Regions from separate parts of the Mus musculus genome. Here region 1 is linked to region 2. A link is a contact called in public Micro-C data. All regions are on one chromosome and are shown on one strand. The core of a region is the stretch at or near the end of the contact, and the rest is flanking DNA. Distances in the headings are between cores, read along the strand shown.

Evidence for each region. Hi-C and Micro-C count contacts between places; a contact is called where the count stands out from the background.
Region 1: a Micro-C map of the HL-1 cell line shows a contact between it and region 2, with 1.9 times the contacts expected there. The contact joins the promoter of Trim58 here to the promoter of Fam183b in region 2. A contact is called at or near these places in 10 of 39 promoter capture datasets (the 3T3-L1 cell line, the SN4741 cell line, cranial neural crest and 6 more), 3 of 484 Hi-C or Micro-C datasets (the HL-1 cell line, double positive thymocytes and embryonic stem cells) and 3 of 9 other capture datasets (adipose tissue, liver and pancreatic islet).

Annotation. Positions count from the first base shown.
Region 1 is chr11:58,638,937-58,643,389 of GRCm38.p6, forward strand. It overlaps Trim58 (tripartite motif-containing 58), which reads left to right and starts at 1,529. Exons shown (of 6, transcript NM_001039047.1): 1 at 1,529-1,948; 2 at 4,103-4,198. The coding sequence starts at 1,532.
Region 2 is chr11:58,799,210-58,804,307 of GRCm38.p6, forward strand. Fam183b (family with sequence similarity 183, member B) reads right to left here and starts at 2,751. Exons shown (of 4, transcript NM_029283.3): 1 at 2,552-2,751. The coding sequence starts at 2,684.

The sequences.
Region 1 (4,453 bases), core at 279-2,778, 160 kb before region 2:
CACAACACATCTTCAATGAAATCAACTTACTCCTACATAATCGCCTCAGCCTCCCTGTGTCAACAAGTGCAGTTTTCATGGGCTGGACTGGAAATTGTTCCTTTCAGAGGCTGGAGAGGTGACTCGGTGGTCAAAGAGGACTCGCTGCTCCTGCAGAAGGGCTGAGTTCTGTTCCTGACACCCATGGCAGGTGGCTCACACGCATCTGAAACTCTAGCTCCAGGGGATCCTGTGCCCTCTCTGGCCTCCTCGGGCAGGAGGGCACCTATTATACTGTTCTCATCCATGCTGGGCTGCCCACCTGCCATTACCACACACGTCATCCTCGCATCTGTCCTTCCAGTGGTATGGTAGTTTATTTCTGAAAGTAGAAAATCTCAAGAAAGAAAGACTGAGGAAAAAATAAGTATTTTTTCCAAGGGTGTTTTTTGTTTTTGTTTTTGTTTTTGTGATTACAACAGAAGTTCATGGTACCATTCAGTAATAGTGGGGGAAGAGGGCAGGCGTGCCCCACATTGGCTGATGTGGCATGAGGGACTCCTAAGAGGCAGGCTTATTTCTGATTTTGTCCTACTAGCAGGGCAACTACCCCCAGCCAACTTCATGTGTAATATGCACAGATAGACTCAAGAGCTAACCCTAAGTCTGCATGCTTCAGGAAATTCCGGGAACTTTTGTTAATCTTACATTTGAGGTTTTTCCTGTGTGGGTTGTGTGAGTGAGTGAGTGTGTGTGTGTGTGTGTGTGTGTGTGTGTGTGTGTGTGTGTGTGTGCTGCCACTCCAACATGGAAGCCAGACAACAACTTTTGCCAGTTAGATTTCTTTCAACCATGTGAGTCTGGAGAGTCAAATTCAGGTCAGGTTTAGTGGCAAGCATCTTTGCCATCTTATGGGCAATAAATAAATAAATAAATAAATAAATAAATAAATAAATAAATATTACTGGGGAAGGCAACTTTGTTGGTCTTGATGGTATAGTCCTATCATTCCAGCTATTTGGGATGCTGAGCCAGGAATAGGGTGTTCCAAGTCAGACTAGGTGTCAGAGTGAGTTCAAAGACAGCCTGGACTACAGGTGAATTCAAGGCCAGCCTAGGCAAAATTGGTAGATCTCCCATCCCAAAATAAGAGACTGGGGGTGTTCCTCAGTGGTAGAACTTGCTTGGCTTGTGTGAAGCGCTGGGTTCCACCCATACTACAAAATCATGCTGCAAGCTTCAATAGCCTCTAAATGTGAGTTAGGGTGGCGTAAAAGCTGCATTATATTAGACTCAAAATAAAGATAGGGAAGGAAAGAATAGGAAAAAAAAAAAAAAACAAAAAACAAAAAACCAGAAGAGGAGCTGCTGGGTTTCTGAAGAGGTGACAGTCATTGGACTTGTTGCTGTCACCAGGAGTGGCTCTTTTTGGCTGCTGGATCCGGGCCAGCCCAGGCGATAAAACCCTCAGGGCCTGTTCCCCTGCTTTTGGGTTTCCTTCCTTCTATGCAGACCGCTAGGGTAATAGGAGCTGCTGCCACAAGCTAAGGCCATGGCCACGGCACCCGGGGAGCGACTGCAGGAGGAGGCGCGGTGCTCCGTGTGCCTGGACTTCCTGCAGGAGCCCATCAGCGTGGACTGCGGCCACAGTTTCTGTCTGCGGTGCATCTCGGAGTTCTGCGAGAAGTCGGACAGCGCTCAGGGCGTCTACGCCTGTCCCCAGTGCAGGGGTCCCTTCAGGCCCGCCAGCTTCAGACCCAACCGGCAGCTGGCCAGCCTGGTGGACAGCGTGCGGCAGCTGGGGCTGGGCACGGGACACGCGGGGTCGCGTCAGTGTGCGAGGCACGGTGAGGACCTGAGCCACTTCTGTGAAGAGGACCAGACGATGCTGTGCTGGGTCTGCGATACCAGCCCTGAGCACCGGAGCCACCGCACAGAGACGCTGCAGGAGGCTGCCAGCCGCTACCAGGTGAGCCTCAGCTCAGGTTCCCGTGTGGAAATAGGGAAAACACTGAGGCTGATGACCTTGGAATGTGAAGGGACATGTACCATACAGAGCCAAATGGTGCTATTGTATAAGTAGTAACTATTAACTCCCAAGCTCTTTCCTTCTCTGGTCTTCCCCTCTCCAACCCCCACCCCCTGCCCCCGTTCCCCGTTCCCGTTCCCCGTTCCCCGTTCTTACTGGCTCACATTCCCCGAAGCTGGGGTGGCTTTCGCCCCTGGGAACCCCGGGGTTGGGCATAGGCTAAATCCTGCCTCCTACTATAATGGGCCTCTGGTGTAGCACGTGGGAAACTCCCTTTGCTGAGCACAGACTCGGAGGGGTTTCCTACTGCTTCTTGCCTCTGTGTGTGTTATCTGGGCATTGGCAGAAGGCTGCTTTGCTCACTCATCTTCCTCTGAAGTTGCTGGACACATTTTAAGAACATTTACGTTTCCATCTTCCGGAACAACCAGCACAAGGGACACCAGCGTGGTTTTCCTTCCTTGACAAGCTTGACCACGGAGTTGCACAGAGCACTAACTTTCTTAAGATGTTTGCTGGGTTGATTTTCTCTAAAATTATAAATTAGGTGTTTTCCTCAACTCGTTGAAAAATCTCTCTTGATTTTACCACTTGCTTTCCTCAACTTGGTAAAAATTTGGGCACCAGTTATTTCCTAATCAGATTTAAAAATTATGATCCCACCTGCTTAAGTCCTGAAAATGTCACACAGACCTTGGCTAGCGATACATTTCTGATACTGTTTTCTACAAATATTCTGTAGGGCTTTTGTTTTCCTCGATTAAATGCCAAATAAACATCGTCTAGACCTCTGGGCCAATCAGCTGCAGCTGCCTAGGGCCCTGTGCAAACTGTGCTCAGCTCTTATCCTAACCACACAGACCCAGTGGAATCTGCCCTGTCACTGTTGTACCTAGCCCTGCTGTGCTGTTTGTCACCTCTTTGGTGTGGCCCCTGGTTTCTTTGGGCTGGTGGGGCTTTACTCCATCTGCTGAGCCAAATTTTTCAACAGCAAAGCAAATCCCAGCCAGTCTGGTCAAGCACTACCCTGAGTTCCAAGGCTATTTTATGTGCACGCGCTACACAGCCCTATAGTGCCCGCCTTTCAAGTATGAACCGTGCGTGTGCAGGGTTTATGGAGTAGCTTTTATGGCAGGGTTCATACATTTTTCTTTCCAAAGCATATTTGTGCATGTGTTCTCTGCCATCAAGTGTTCACACGTGCCTCCTGCAGGGTCCTGGTGCTGAAAGGAGACAGCTCCTGCTGCATCCTCTCCACTCCCTGGGTAGGGCACTGGCTGCCAGCCTGACAATCTGTGAGACTGATCCCCAAACCCACATGACGGAAGGACAACTGGCTCCTGCAAATCGTATCTATCCTCCATATTTGTCTCTCGCACTCTTGTAGGTACACACACGTACACACACACATACACAATAAATGTTTTAAAGCCCTTATACTAAGTGGTAAATAAGAAATTTCATCACCCTTCAGTCTATCAATAGCAGACAGCATTTCCTCTGCTGCAACATAGTTTTTATATATTCACTCTAAACATTTTTTTCAAAATTGGCATTATATTTTATAAAATACAACTATTTGTCATTATAATTGTATTTCTGACTACTAAATATACTACAACCCCTTATTTATACTCTATTGTTACTTTCTCTTTTTCCCCCTTCCCTTCTCCCTCTTGCTCCAGCCAGTTTCACTCCAGCCACCACTTGCCCCTCCCCACAGCCCTCCCCCCCCCCCCCATCGCTCGGGTTCCTGCTCACCCTGGCCCATAGGTATTTTATTTGTTTCTCATTCCAGATGGTTGTGAGTCATCATGTGGTTGCTGGGAATTGAACTCATGACCTCTGGAAGAGCAGTCAGTGCTCTTAACCACTGAGCCATCTCACCAGCTCATACTTTGTCCTTTTGATTAATTATTGGAAAGAGTGACCTAATGACAAATCTTTAGGCACATCTTGGTGTCAGGCACCAGATGAGGAAGGCGTCTGCTGACTTTCGTGAGTCCAACAGTCAGTTGGTTCCTGGCTGATCTTTGTACATCTAAGCAAACTCTAAGGCCTGAGAGAACACAATGGTCTTGTCTTCCCAAACAGAGGATGCTCCGAGCGTCTTTGGAACTTGTGAAGAAGGAAATGGAGGAGGCTCTGACCCAGGAGGCCAACGTGGGAAAAAAGACCATCATCTGGAAGGTGAGACAGAACTGTGGCTTCAGGGAGCTTGCAGGCCAGTGATGTGAGGTCAACTCTCTCCCACTTGTGTTCCAACTCATTATTTTCTCCAGAAACGCATCATAGTGCCTTCCTGGGCCAACCCACCCCTTTTAAAATCCTCTCCATATGACCTGACTTAAGTAAGTAGTCTTGCTATCCGAATCTTACGGTCAGACTCACTGGTGGAACCCCATCACCTCAGCCCACAATTCACAAGCAGGGCTGTAAGATGAA
Region 2 (5,098 bases), core at 1,501-4,000:
GTGAGGGAGAGCCTGAGAGCAAGCTCCATGCTTAGAGGTGATGGATGGCATGGGTGTGTGGTGAGTATCCCAAGGAGATGCTTGTGAGTCCTGAATGAAGGAGTTGGGGTCCACTGTGTGAGAACACGTGGGAAGATGAGTGACAGGGGATGCTGGAGAGGAGGAGGGAGCTGGTGAAGAGCAACGGGAATGAGCAAGGAGATGGGATCCAGTTTGTCTTGGACCTCATTGGCCATTTTCCTCCCAGCCACACATCCCGACACCTAAGATATGCATTTGTGTCACTCTCTTTGCCATGTCCAGTATATTAGCAAAATCCTTATGGAGGACAGCAAGCACCAACACACTGCAGTGAATTCCCATTTTATTCCAGTGGACCCAGGGAGTCTGGGCCAGGAGACAGCAGTGTCTGAGAAAGCTGTCATCTTAAGTCTTAGAATGGACAATGTTTAAACAGAGCTGGAGAATAGTCCTCCTGACGTTAGTGGTCAGGGATCCTGGTGAAAACTAGGTTACAGACGGGCAAAGTGAAGTCTCCGCACTTTCTGCAGACAGCCAGGCTGCTGTGCACTATGGCTAAGGAGGGGCAGACACTGGGGACAAGGAACACGTACATATAGGAGATGGTCTGACACGTTTAGAAAATCTATTTCTACAGAAATGAAAGGAGGAAGGACTGTGGGGGCGGGGTCTGCTACAGAGCAGAGTGGGAACTAGGGCTTTACTGAAGGATCTTGGGTAGCATGGGATGGATGCGACTCCATGTAGGTGTTCAGAATGGGTGGAGCTGGATAGGAACCAGAGCCAGAACCAATAGAACCTTACAGGCTGGTGGGTTGAAATTCTGCTCAGAAACTGCAGGAGGCAACTAAAATGTTTACAAAGTGACTAGTCCTCTCTGGTCTTTTAATATATGTAGCAAAAATAGGAGTGGGGCGTGGGGGAGGGGGTGGGTGGAAGGTTGCTGCTTGGAGGAGAGTAGCTTAGAGTCCCTCAGACTATCTCAAACCCTTGTGGGGCTTCAAACACTCTATTAGAAAGTGAATGGCCAGGGAGCTCTGGGGGTACTGGTTAGTTCATATTGTTGGTCCTCCTATGGGGCTGCAAACCCCTTCAGCTCCTTAGGTACTTTCTCTAGCTCCTTCCTTGGGGACCCTGTGCTCCATCATCTAATGGATGACTGTGAGCATTCACTTCTGTATTTGTCAGGCACTGGCAGAACCTCTCATGCAACAGCTATATCAGGTTCCTGTCAGCAAGCTCTTCTTGGCATCTGCAATAGTGTCTGGGTTTGGTAGTTGTTTGTGGGATGGATCCCCAGGTGGGGCAGTCTCTGGATGGCCATGCCTTCAGTCTCTGCTCCGAACTTTGTCTCTGTAACTCCTTCCATGGGTATTTTGTTCCCCCCTTCTAAGAAGGATGGAAGTATCCACACTTTGGTCTTCCTTCTTCTTGAGTTTCATGTGTTTTGCAAATTGTATCTTGGGTATTCTGATCAAAGAAAACACATGGAGGGACTCGTGGTTCTAGCTGCATATGCAGCAGAGGATGGCCTAGTCGGTCATTAATGGGATGAGAGGCCCTTGGTCCTGTAAAGGTTCTATGCCCCAGTATAAGGGACTGCCAGGGCCAGGAAGCAGACGTGGGTGGGTGGGGAGCAGGGGGAAAGGGGGAAGGATAGGGGATTTATGGAGGGGAAATTAGGAAAGGGGATAGCATCTGAAATGTAAATAAAGAAAATATCTAAAAGAAAAGAAAAGAAAAGAAAAGAAAAGAAAAGAAAAGAAAAGAAAAGAAAAGAAAAGAAAAAAAGAAAAGGAAAGAAGGTGAATGGCCTAAATGGATAGAAGGTCTGTGTGTGCATTCTGACCTTTTACTGGGCTGTGCAGATGTTAATTGGGAGAAGTGTGGGATGGCGGTGACCAGCATGTGCAATGAGGTGAAGTGGTATCCGAATAACTGCTTACACAGGATGATTAAACCAGGCCAGCATTGCAGCAGAGGATGGGAGAGATTCACCCAGCTGCTCCAGAGAAGGCAGCTGGGAGGTGGTGGGACACATAAGTCTGTTTCAGGCCCAGAAGCATTTTCACAGAGCTCTGTGAAGTCCCAGAGGAGGGAAGCCATGGGAGGCCAGGGGGAGGGGTGACTTTGCTGGGGTCAGGGTGAGGAGGATGGTCAAGCTCTGCACCTGGTAGCCCACCACTTCTAAGTCTTAAGGAGGGCTGTAGCAAAAAAATCAAAGCAATAATAACAAACCATACAAAGACAAACCCCTTTGGGTATATTAGGAAGAGACCAAACTACTAACAAAAAGCAGACATTAAAAACCCTGGGCAATTGTTTGAAAAGCAAAACTACCCCATTAATCATCTCTCTTTATTCTACATCTAAAATGTTTAATTCTGGATGCATTTTAATGTATCTCTTGTGCCTGGGGTGACAAGGGGAGCGATTCCCTCAAAGCTTAGCTGTCTGAACTCTAAAGAGATAACCTGAGGCAGAGGACACGTGCTCTCCCACCCCTCCCAACCCTCTTGGGCCAGCTCACCCTTGCGCAGGGGATTCACGTGATACTGCGTGTACAGCTTCTGTGCCCGTAGCTCTTTGAGAAAGAGTTCCCGCAAGATCTGATTCTGGTGAACTTCATCCTGATTCTTCATCTGCCCCACACGTCCTGCCATGGCCATGTTTTTGCTCTGAGAAGTCAAGCTATCTGCCCTGCCCTTACCAGGAGAAAGGTCGTCTTCTACAGTTTCCAGGCAACGGATGTTCCTCTTGTGTTCAGGCCACAGCGTCCTTTCTGTCTCTAGGCAACAGCGCCCAGGCTCGGAGCACCACCTGCCCAGAAAGCCTTTCCCTGGCTTCTGTCCACTCCACCCCTCCCAGCTCTCAGGCTGCTGGTATCTATTAGGCCTCCTCCAATGTCCTCAGACCCAGATTCAGCCTCTGGATCTAGAGTCACCCCTGTGTCCTGTGCGCTGCTAGGAAAGAGCTGCCTTTCTTTGGACCACCCAGGAAGAAGAGGCTGAAACGTGCACCTCAGCATGACTGGTCGCTTCCTAGAGATGATTTGGGGAGGGGCCAGAGCCAATAGGTTTGAAAGTAGGTGCTCAGAATTAAAATAAACAAAAACCACCTCTAACACACACATGCACACTGGTGGGTGGGGAAACAGAAAGTAAAATAATCTGACTGGTACACGGAAACAAACAGGACCACTACCCTTCCTAACCTAAGTAATTTGACATCTTAATGATTTATTTCATTATTTTTACAACACTAGGGGTTGAACTCAGCGCTTCTGCATGCTGCGAAGCTGCTTCAGCCCTGAGCGCTATCTCCAGCCCTTCCCTTCTTATTTTAAGACAGGACCACACTAAGTTGCCCAGGCAGAGGTTGGACTTGCAATCCTCCTGCCTCCGCCTGCTGAGTTGCTGGGATAATAGGCCTGCCCCACCAGACCCAACTACTTTCAATGATTGGTTGTGGTAAAATGCACATCTTCTAAGATCTCCTGTCTTCGATATTCTCAAGCATCCGGTCCAGCTGCATGAAGTAGGGGCATAGTGTGAAACCCAGCTCTAAAACTCACCCTTAGGCAACTGTCCTCTGACACCCCACTCAACTGACAACCACCACCTTTCTTTTTATTCCTATGTTCAACCCCTAAGCATCTTCTATAACATGATTTATTTTTAAATAGCCATAAGTAACCTACAGTAGGGAAAGGATCCACCCTGGCTTTGATGAGCAGATAAACACAGATGCTAAAACGTGTGATCTTTTATCCATTCACTCATTTATGACCCAGAATGTTCGATGTGTGATAGACAGTATTGCACTCGTTAGGTGTGCGGCCATTGCTGCCCAATCCCCCACATCTATAGAAGACATCATAGTTTTTTTCTCTCGGCTTTTCTCCTCAGCCTGCTGGGCTCTTTGCCTCTTGGATACCCCACATTTATGTGAGCTCACATGCAATCGCTTTTCAAAAGCCTTAGCAGGCTGTAGAGTCCTTCTCTGTTGGTGCTTTATTGCAAACTTAGTTACTTCACTAAATGTACTTGTTTATGCCTAAGCTACCTAAGGTGAGACACATCCTCCTCCCGCCTCTCCCCTCCCCCCACCCTCACACCACATTCCCAGTCCCCAGCACAGTAGAGGCAGGTATGTGTTTGGTGTTTTGTGTGTGACTGGGTGTCTGCAGTTCTGTTTGCTTGCATCATTATATTATATAGTCCCTTAGAACATTCAGATGATTGTATCACACTGGTTTAAGTAGATCAATGCATTGCCCTTGTGACCCATGCCTGGCCCCTGTGTTCCAAGCAAGGCTAAAAACAGCCTCTTGGAGTCTTCACTGACTTCCTGAAAGTAAGAAGAAATAAAGTCTTCCAAGCAACATGGTTTGTTTGAGGAAAATTTATAAGATTTCGCTTGTACTCCATCCATACAGTGTCCTTTACCCTGAACTATTAGCCTAGCATCTGGGACGCTCCATACAGGGCTGGAGGAAGGAATCCTAGCCTAAGAAGAGATGGCTATTAAAGCACAATGAGCTATTTTTAGAGCATGGGAGATGAAGATGGCTATTTAGATGAAAGAAAAGGAAATGAATGTTTAAAATTCGCCAGCATGGGGCAAAATCAGAGGCTGGTTCGAGTGTCTGGACCAGTAGAATAGTTTGACTTCGAAGGAACAATTTGAGTGGTAAAATGTGATGCTTATGGGATATTCAGTGCCAGGGACCTTTCCCAGTGAGGGTCCAAGCTAACAGGGCAGTCAACCTGTGGAGGTGATAAGGGGTTGGCAGGGGGAGGAGTCAGGCCATGGTGCTCAGGGTGATTAGCAACCAGGCGATTTATTTCTGCAGGTCTCACAGATCAAAGATTAATGATTATCCAGGTACTACAGAATATGCGATTGATTTTTTTTTCATTACATGTCCAGGGTTACAAGTTCAGTTACAATTAGAAAATACAAACAGAACAGATTTTTGTTTTTATCATTGGCCCTATAACTCCAATTTAAAGAATCTAAAAAATGTCACCTCCCAAGAAAATGTATACATTATGTGACAGCCTGCTTTTAGGCT